3 separate regions of the Mus musculus genome follow, and regions 2 and 3 are each linked to region 1. Evidence: chromatin contacts called from public HiChIP or PLAC-seq and Micro-C data. All regions are on one chromosome and are shown on one strand. Each heading gives the region's core, a stretch centred on a gene start, on an enhancer-like site or on the middle of the called end of the contact. The rest is flanking DNA. Distances are from core to core; before and after follow the strand shown.

What was found. Hi-C and Micro-C count contacts between places; a contact is called where the count stands out from the background. HiChIP or PLAC-seq counts read pairs in DNA pulled down with a chosen protein or histone mark.
Region 2: a Micro-C map of embryonic stem cells shows a contact between it and region 1, with 8 times the contacts expected there. The contact joins the promoter of Igf1r here to the promoter of Nr2f2 in region 1. A contact is called at or near these places in 3 of 484 Hi-C or Micro-C datasets (all in embryonic stem cells) and 1 of 115 datasets of contacts at active chromatin or transcription factors (astrocytes).
Region 3: a contact with region 1 is called in an H3K4me3 HiChIP or PLAC-seq map of embryonic limb bud, with 6 times the contacts expected there. The contact joins the promoter of 4833412C05Rik here to the promoter of Nr2f2 in region 1. A contact is called at or near these places in 1 of 39 promoter capture datasets (hippocampal neurons) and 2 of 115 datasets of contacts at active chromatin or transcription factors (astrocytes and embryonic limb bud).

What each region holds. Positions count from the first base shown.
Region 1 is chr7:70,359,263-70,362,248 of GRCm38.p6, forward strand. It overlaps Nr2f2 (nuclear receptor subfamily 2, group F, member 2), which reads right to left and starts at 1,331. Exons shown (of 3, transcript NM_009697.3): 1 at 626-1,331. The coding sequence starts at 1,067.
Region 2 is chr7:67,950,865-67,954,033 of GRCm38.p6, forward strand. It overlaps Igf1r (insulin-like growth factor I receptor), which reads left to right and starts at 1,393. Exons shown (of 21, transcript NM_010513.2): 1 at 1,393-2,088. The coding sequence starts at 1,995.
Region 3 is chr7:67,802,217-67,805,369 of GRCm38.p6, forward strand. It overlaps 4833412C05Rik (RIKEN cDNA 4833412C05 gene), which reads right to left and starts at 1,280. Exons shown (of 3, transcript NR_045954.1): 1 at 1,149-1,280. It overlaps Gm34350 (a long non-coding RNA gene), which reads left to right and starts at 973. Exons shown (of 3, transcript XR_391567.3): 1 at 973-1,144.

The DNA.
Region 1 (2,986 bases), core at 81-2,580:
AAAAAAAAAGAAAACAAGAGGTATTTTTTTAAAGCAGAATGTTAATCCACGGAGGGGTCACATGAGCTCTGCCCAGGCGGCAGCGTTAATACGGCGAAGTGCATAAAATTGCCATTTGTAATTTGAACCTCCTGTACAAAAGTACAATCTCAGGTTGTTTTTTTTTTTTTCTGAAAAGGTGGGGGTTGGGGAGAGGGGTAAGGAGGAGGGACATATGTTGAACATGCAGGAAAAACAAGGAAAGAGAGAAAGGGAAGAGAGAGGGGGGGGACTTTAAAACAACAACAAACAACCCATTCCTTGCAGAAAGGTGAACTCTAATGAACTCTCAATCAATGCAAAGGAAAGGAAAAGCTGTCCGGAGAGGGAGAAAGAGAGAGAGGGGGAGAGGAAGAAAGAGTGGAGAAGGAAAGTCTACTAAAGCATGCGGACTGTAATGGGGGTGGGGGCTGATCTGGGTTGCAGTGCAGACCCCCACCCCCCTCCCCGGTTCCTAGTACCAAATCCCCTCCGACTGCAACCGGGAGAGCTCGGGGCTTCTGAGTCCTTACCCAGAGCAGGCTAGCCAAACGCACCCAGAGCCCCGGGACCGCGGGCGAAGGGGGAAGAAATGAGAGGCCGATACCTTCCCGTCTCATGCCCACTTTGAGGCACTTTTTGAGGCGGCAGTACTGGCACTGGTTGCGGTGGTGCTGGTCGATGGGACAGTTCCGGTTGGCGCGGCACGTGTAGCTCAGGTTCCTCCGCACGCTGCGCTTGAAGAAGCTCTTGCAGCCCTCGCACGTGAACTGGCCGTAGTGCTTGCCGCTCGACTTGTCCCCGCACACCACGCACTCGATGTGCTGCTGCTGCTGCTGCTTGTCGCTGCCCGGGCCGCCAGGGCCGCCCTGGCCGCCAGCCGCTGTCTGGGCCGGCGTGCTGGCCGGGCCCCCTTGGCCCGGCGTCTGTGGCGTGTGCGGGGCGCCAGGCGGCGGGCCCGGCACGGGCGGCGCCTGCGAGGCCTGGCTGCCCTGAGAGCCGGGCACCTCGTCCTGGGGGTCGCGCCACGTGCTGACTACCATTGCCATATCTATGGGGGCCGCGTCCGGACTTCTGCTCCCCTGGCTGCGGGCGGCGGCGGGGTGGCGGCGGCTCCCGGGTCTCGGGCTCCGGCGCGCCGCCTTTTGTGTGTGCGAGGGTGCGAGAGGGCGCGGGAGGGCGCCCCGGGTGGCTCAGGGCTAGTTGATTTGAGGTTGGTTAGTTTTTCCTTTTTTGTTTTTTTGTTTTTGCTTTTGCAAAGTTTTGTCGATTGCTTGTCTGGCCCGGTGTGTTTGTTTTGTTTGTTTCCCTCGGCTCAGCTTTGTTGGTTTCGGGGGGCTTTCCGTCCAGAGGGGAGGGCAAGGGGACAGGGGAAAGAGAGTGGGAGCAGAACGTGGAGAGAGGGAGGGGAGGGAGAGCTGCAAGTCGATTGTCTGGCTTCAAGACAGAAGTAGGAGGCAAAAAAAAAAAAAAAAAAATCTCTCTAAAGATCTCGCTCGCTCTCACTCTCCCTCCCTCTCTCCCTCTCTGGTTCACTCTCTCGCTCTCAGATCTAGTGTGCAGCGGAGGAGTTGGAGGAGGAGAAGGAGGAGGAGGAAGAGGAGGAGGAGGAAGAGGAGAAGGAGAAGGAGAGGCGACTGTCCGGGGGCCAAGTCCAGGGCAGCCCACAGTCAGCCATTCAGGAAAGCCATCGAAATCAGGAGGACTGGGAGAGCGGAGGCGCCGGGCGCGGGCGCGCCCTGGGAGCCAGGCAGGCCGGGGCGGAGGCCGGCGGCCCGCGGAGTGGCCGGAGCTCTGCCCGGGTCCGGGGGAATCAGCATGAAAGTGGTCCGCGTCCGGCGCTGCGCGGCGTCGTCCTGGCGCTGGGCCGCCGCCGCCTCCTGCCCCGGGCGCCTGGCGCGCGCCGCGCTCGCTCCGGACGCCGCCGCCGCCGCCGCCGCTCTCGGAGGCCGCTCGTTGCTCTCCGCGGGCCGCCCGGGCCGCCGCCGCCGCCGCCGAAGCCTCCGGGTCGGGCCCGGAGCCGCTGCGTCTAGCGCCGCCGCCGCCGGTGGAGTCGCTGCTGCTGCCGCTGCTGCCGCCGCCGGTGGAGCCGCTGCTGCTGCTGCTGCTGCTGCTGCTGCCGCCGCCGCCTCACACACATAGGGAAAGAGTCAACTCGCCGGCGGCGGGGGAGAGATGATAAGAGAGAAAGGAGGGCAGATCAGCACCTAGAAGCGCATCCTTCGTGCGCAGAGGGGGGAGAAACGGAGAGAAAGAATGAAAGAGGGAAGAGCAGCGCGGCACCCGGAGAAAGGAGGCAACTCCGGCAGAGGAGGAGGAGGAGAAGAAAACACACACGCGCGCACGCACGCACACACCGCGGAGAGAAAAGAGCAGAATCAAAGTGATCAAATATGCTAAAAAGGGGGGCGCGGGAGGGAATGCGATTTATAGGCGCCGGGGCTGGCAGAAGTGGCTTCTCCGCGATCAGCTCACTGAGCTCTCTATATAGTGAACTTTGACACGACTGCTGCAACTTAGCGCACGTTGCCATGGCGACGGCGCGCCTTATAAGGCAGCCGCCGGGGTTGGCCTGGCCCGGCGCGCGCGCGCCGCCCCCTCGTCGTCATTGGCCGGAGCGCAGCGGCCCCGCCATGGCGGCAGCGGGAGCAGCCCGGTCCTAGCGCGAGCGGCGTCGAGACAGCCGCACGGGGCGCGCGGGGACGGAGGGGGGCGGGGACGGGTGGCCGCGCGGTCCTGGCCACAGAGAGGGGGATGGGCCCGGGTGGACCCCGGAGCGCGGACCCCGGCCGCCCCGCATCGGGCACAGTGGTTTCCGCCCTGGCGGCAAGACTAGCGCGCGGCGCACACACTACGACTCTTAAAGGCTCCGCAAGGGGTTGAGGATGGAGCCAAAGACTTAGTCTCTCGCAACTTGGCGATGCCTCTAAATGCGCCGCTCGCGGTCCACCCGGGACTCCCGGCGCAT
Region 2 (3,169 bases), core at 143-2,642, 2.4 Mb before region 1:
CAGCTGCCCACGTGGTGGAGCACGGACCAGCACGATGCGGTGGAGCGCCCTCAGGGCGGGAGAGGAATGGGGCTGGGAGGCCCGGCTAGCACGACCCAGCCGAGTCGGTCCCCGACTCGGGGCCCCCACATTTCCTCCCCCGGAGGGAGGGAGGCGACATTCCCGGAGCCAGCCCTCCCAGGCTGCGGTCGCGCCCTCTGGCGGCCGCCGCGGAGACGGGTCCTGGGCACGAGGGGCCGCCTGTCTGGGTTCCCTTTCCAGGGCTGGGGGCCCGCGGTGGAATCGCTGTGCTTCGAGAATAGAGCCTCGCGGACCGCACCCTGTCCGCTCCCCGACTGCGCGCAAGCACCGGAACACCCAAGGAGCGCCGCCACGGGCGCCCAAGCCTGGCGTGGAAAGTGCCTTGCGTAGCAGTCTTCAGGGGTCCCCTTTCCCCCAGGTGTGCCCCTCCCGTCGCGTCCGGGCTTTCCACCACACTGCGAAAAAAATGCCGCATGCATGCACTTATTTATTTATTTTGCAACAGCTGCAAGAAACAATGAAGCTTTTTCACGGAGTCGGCCAGCGCGCTCTCCAGCCGCGCTGTTGTTGTTTTCAATGAAGCTCCGAGGCCGCACTCCCCGCCCACCGCGCCCGCAGCCCGCCCGCTCTGCTGCCCGCCCGCCCTGCCGCCGCCCCCCTGGCCACCGAGTCCCACCGGCGCCCCGGGCATTGTTTTTTGGAGTCCTGCGGGAGGGGAGGGTGCGGACAGGGCCGGCCGGCGCAGTGCGGGTGGGGGCGGAAGCGTGGGCGCGCGCGTGGCTCAGTGTGCGCGCGGGGGCCGGCGCGGGTGGAGGCGCGGGGGGCGGTGCCTCCTGGGCCCGGCTCCCCACGCCCGCGCTCCGCTCCGCACGTCCCTGCGATCCCGAACTCCGGCTCTTGGCGCCTGCCGAGTCGGGGCCCGGCCCTCGGCGCGCCGGGACTGCGGCTGTAGCCGCTTGGAGTGTGCGCGCGGGCACGTGTGCGCGGCCCCGAGAGCGCGCGCGTAGAGCCCCCAGTGTGTGGCGGCGGCGGCGGCGGCGCGGTGAGGCTGAGGTTCTTGTTTACCAGCATTAACTCCGCTGAGCGGAAAAAAAAAGGAGGGGGGGGGGGAACCGAGGAGGAGCGAGCGCACCGGGCGAACTCGAGAGAGGCGAGCGACAGGGAAGCTGCCTGCGAGCCTGTCCCGGCGCGCCCGGCGCTCGCAGACCCTCGGCCCCGCTCTCCGGACCCTCCACGCCTCTCCCCGTGCCTGCGAGAGCTCCACGGCACGCGGCGTGCTCGGCTTTGACCTTCAGCGAGCCGGAGCCCCCGCGCACGGAGTCGGCGGCGGGCGGGGGCCGACGCGGGGCGGCGGGAGCGCTGAGCGCTGCGCGGCCGCCGCTTTGTGTGTGTCCTGGATTTGGGAAGGAGCTCGCGGCGGCGGCGCTGAGGGAGGAGGCGGCGGCGAGCGGAGCCCAGAGGAGGAGGAGGAGCCGGAGGAGGGGGAACCGCTCATTCATTTCCACTCCGCATTTCTGCCCCTCGCCGGCCTCGCCCGCGCCCGGGACTTCGGACCAGTCTCGCCAACTGCGTCGCGCTCTCCCGCCGCGTAGGCTCCGGTGGTCGTTCCCTCCGGGGATCGGGTGGCGTTTGTCCTCGCCTGCGGCGATTTGGGCTTTGCTCCTCTTTCTGTACAGTTTTCCTCCTTCTTCTGCATCTCTGCGTTTGCAAATGGAGGCCGACGACGCCGACAGCCCGCCCCGGCGCGCCCCGGCTTCCCGACTCCGCCGCCCCGTGGGCCGCTGCTGCCGGCGCTGAGGGGCCGCCCCGCGCCACCCTCCTTGTCCACGCCGCTTTCCGAGGATCGTCGCCTGCGCTCTTGTTTTTGGACGAGAGTGAGGACTGAGTTGGAGACTTTTTTTTTCTTTTTTTCTTTTCTTTTTTTTTTTTTTTTCTATTTTTGAGAAAAGGGAATTTCGTCCCAAATAAAAGGAATGAAGTCTGGCTCCGGAGGAGGGTCCCCGACCTCGCTGTGGGGGCTCGTGTTTCTCTCCGCCGCGCTCTCTCTCTGGCCGACGAGTGGAGAAAGTGAGTATTTGCCCGCCGCCCGCGGCCACTGCGGGAACTTTTCCTCCGAGGGGCTGCGCCCTGTTTGGGAAAACCCAGTTGCCACGGGCGCAGCTGTCGGACTTCGGGGCTCGGGAGTGGAGGGTGGGGCTCTCTCGGAAGGCCGGAGTAGAGCAGGGCCCGAGAGTTCACGACTCAGGAGCTCCTAGAGCCCTAGCTCAGCGCATCTGCGCGCGGGAAGGGCCTTAGGGCTTTCTCTTTCGCTGTCCGGGGAGCGCTGTCCCGCACGCGGCCTGGTGGGTGGGCAGTGCCTTCTCGCTGGCGGGTCAGGGGCAGCCCCCGCGTAGGCGCTTGGTGGGGAAGTTGGCGTCTGGGTGGCCTCGGGAACCCCGCTACTCTCGCCCCCCCCCCTCCGGGGCGCTCCACTTGGCACCCCAGCGCCCATCCCGCGCAGCTCACCATGACAGCACCCTTGGAGGCTCCACGGGTGGTTGCTGGGGTAGACCTAGTGCTCCGTGGCGGCAATTCGGAGCCTCCTACCCTGCGGGGTGTAAGTTGTTCTTGAGGGGGAGATACAGGATGGTTGGAAGCCTCGCGGCCCCAGGACACGTTTCCAAACATCAGGGCGCAGCCTCCTATCACCCAACTTGTTGGGCCCATCGACCCCCTCAGGTTCTTGGCCTTTCGCTTCTCTGGAGCCTGTGGGCGTCTACCCACCTACCCCAAGGCTTGATAACTTGGACAGTCCAGTGTGGCCTTGGGGTGCAGGGTGTGCCCACCATTTTCCTCTAGGAAAGTGTGAACTTGGGACTTTCTTCGTGGGGGGAGGGTTGGATGATCCTCGGCTTAGGGGCTCTCAGTTTCTATCCAGCTCTGGACACTTTTTTCCCAGAGCGTCTTAGTAAGAGGAGATAGGTACGTCCACCCTTGTGCAGAGTCGACGTGCTTTTCCACACACACGTGTTCAGCGCGGATTTAGGTGCATCCACAGCCACACGACCGCGAGGGGAGAACCGGACTCCCAGCCTGGGGGAGAGATGTGTGCGGTGGGTTGAGCTGCGACGGGATCTGTAGTGTGGTAGTGGACGGGTGGTTGTTTTGT
Region 3 (3,153 bases), core at 30-2,529, 2.6 Mb before region 1:
GGTCGTTAGTGTCCAATTCGGGGGATCAGGGAAGACTTTGTGGGGGATTTATTCACGGCCTTGACAGTGGATCACAAAGAGCTCAGCAATGAAGGAAGAAAGCATCCCTGTAAAATTAGCCACCTAAAGTTCCGCCACCCACCAAGGCCCACAGTTTAGTGCTGCCATGAGTCCCCTCTGAACAGCCACAGGACAAGATCCACTTATACACGCTGTTGACTCCCTGCTGTGTCCATTTAACAGTGTGTGGTGGATATTTGGCCTCTGACAATTATTCCTAGTCTACATCCCATTTAAGCAGCCAAAGACGATTCCATTACATGGGTGTACAGTAAACGAATCAAATCCCTATTAATGAACATTTAGGGTTTGGGTCAAGGGTATATACACTCTGGAACCCCAAGGCCTGAGCCTGAATCCAGTTAGTGACCTGGCTGGGTGGTAGGAGGAAGGCTGTGTTTCTGAAGGCGTGGTCCTTCCCCGTAGCAGAGGTACCTGCAGATGGTAATGATGTGGGATATTCAGAACAGTGGTTAGCACCCAGGGAGCGCTCAATCAAGGCTCGGATCGGACAGGCTATAAGCACTCTGTCATCCTGACCAAAGTGTTGGTTTGCTCCCCTCTGTTTCATCACTCAAAACACCCAAAGTGCACACAGTCAAAAAGCACATACATGAGCGCAATCATCTAGTCACCACTGTGATCGGTAAGAGGTAGTGAACGAGGAGAGCCTCTGACTCCTTCCTGGAACCCATCAGGACCCTCCCGTTATCCACAAACCATCTAGTGAGGTTTCTTGATTTGCCTTCTGGGTGGCCTTCTGGAATCTAAAGCAAGAGGAGCATTCATAACAAGTCAAGTCAGACGCTTTCACTACGATTTCAAGGAGGGGAAGCTGGAGTCGAGGCCATGTTTGAAAATATAGGTCAAATCTTGGTTTCTGTGGTTACTGAACACTGTCAGCCACTGTGACTCCCTCTGTGTGGGTGATGCCAAGGTTCAGAGGTCTGACAGCCCTGTCTAGCTCCTCTACAAGTGTCACCTCTCTCGCCCCTCCCCAAGGTCTGAGGCTTCTCTCAGCCCTACTGACCCCCAGGCCCGAGGGTCCTGAGCTTGGGCAACACCCAGGAGTAAGCTACTGCAGGTACCTTGCTCTTCATGCCTGAGGTTGGGGGCGGGGTGCTGGGACTGCTGCTGCTGAAGTTCGGGATGTCTCCATACCCCTGCAGTTCTACCCACTAGTCTGCTGCTGCATGTGGGGACTGCCGGGGAGCAGGGAGGAGGCCATGTGGGGAGGGAACAATGTAGTGGGTTGTTTAGCTGACTGTCAGCCTCGTTCTGGGATCCTCCTTTCCACGCCCCTTGGCTTAACCGCCACAGGCACAGCTCACAGAGGCAAGAGCCCCCTTATTTGGTCTTGGAAAGAAAGGGGAAAGGTTATCCTCGGATGCCTGCGGCGTTGGGTCATCAGCCCGCAGTTGCTGGCCCGCACCCGCGGGTGCAGTTCAGTCTCCCACCGGCAGGTGGCGGCACCGCGCAGGGTCTGGGGAGATGGCCAGCTGGTAAACAACCCGCAGGATCCAATGCCCTAGGGTGGGGACCCGCCCGGATGGGGGTGGGCGCCTTATGAGTCCGCACGTGGACAGTGATGCGGAGGGAGAAGCTAAGCTTCAGAGGAAGGGAATGGGGAGGAAAGAGCCCAATACCTTGTTTGTGGGAGAGTCAAGCTTCCCGAATTGCTCTGGCTGTAGGGTGTGACTTTGCCTTGATGGATTTCACGTGAGCGGCTGGAGAGTGCGCTGTGCCAGGCGGGAATCTGCTTCAAAGTCACCCACGCGGGTTCAGGGGACTCGAATCTCTGGATGTGTGTCAGTAAGGCACCGTGTGGGGCTCTGCACCAGCTGGGAGATTCGCTTTCTTGCCCATCCTTTTTCCTCTCAATCTCCTCTCTACCCCCCCCCCCCCGCCTCCTCCTTGCTCTTCCTGCCTCTCCGTGAGCCTGGGGGTGTGAAGCGACCCACTTTCCTCCTTGTGGCCCGAAGAGTTTTTAAGTTCGAACCGCCACGTGGCTGGTTCCTTTCCTACACCTTCCTGCAAGAGAACAATTGCCACCATTTTATCTTGAGGTTAGAAAGGCTCTGGTCACCCCAACAGTAATGGACAATGCTGGTTCCCCAAAGCCAATGTTTGTTTCAGTGATTGAGAACTGCCACACACACACACACACACACACACACACACACACACACACACACACACACACGCACGCACGCACGCACGCCCCCCACCCCCACCCTTGCCGCCGCCCCTTCCAGTGACTCCTCCAGGTAAAGCCCAGGGGTATCACAGGGAGCTGGCAGGGCATAGTGGCCTCCCAACACTTTAACACTTGCCTTTCATCCCAGCACTCAGGAAGCAGGGGGCTTAGTGAGTTTGAGCCTAGAGGGCCAGTCAGGGCTATATAATTACATTCTGTCTCAAAACAAAAACAAAAACAAAAACAAAACGCCAAGATTTGGGCTGTAGTGGTTAAGAACACTTGCAGCTCTTGTAGGTGACCCAGGCTGGATTCCCAGCATACACAAGGTGATTCTCCACCATCTGCAACTCCAGTTCCAAGCGATGTCTTCTTCCAATCGCCTCAGGTGCCAAGCATGCATGTGGTGCCCATACATACATGGAGGCAAAGCATAAAATGGGTAAATTGCATTCAAAACAGAGCACAGAGACGTTTTAAAGATGGATCAACAGTAGACCCTCTTCCTGGACTTTCACTGACCTCCAAAATGGCTCCTAGGTGGTCAGTCTGCAGCACCGGTTCTTGTTGCTTGGTTGTTGATGGCTCCAAAGAGAAGCCGACAAGTCTAAGCTCTTCCCCATCTGCCTCCTGACAGGGACCCTAATGACCTCCCACTTTGGGTTTCTTCACCTGGGAAGACATCAGTTTTCTGAGTCACACAATTATGGACAACTTTTGAAAATTATTGGGGTGACAGGTTCATGCTTGCCTTACATCCTACGGTACCTGGTTGCATTTCTTTGTATGTGTTGCATGTATATATGTGGGGACATGTTCTAGTGGAGGGCAGTGGACAAGTTCAGTTTCCTTTCTCAGGCGCTGCCCACCTATATTCCCTTAGGTTGATCAGCAAG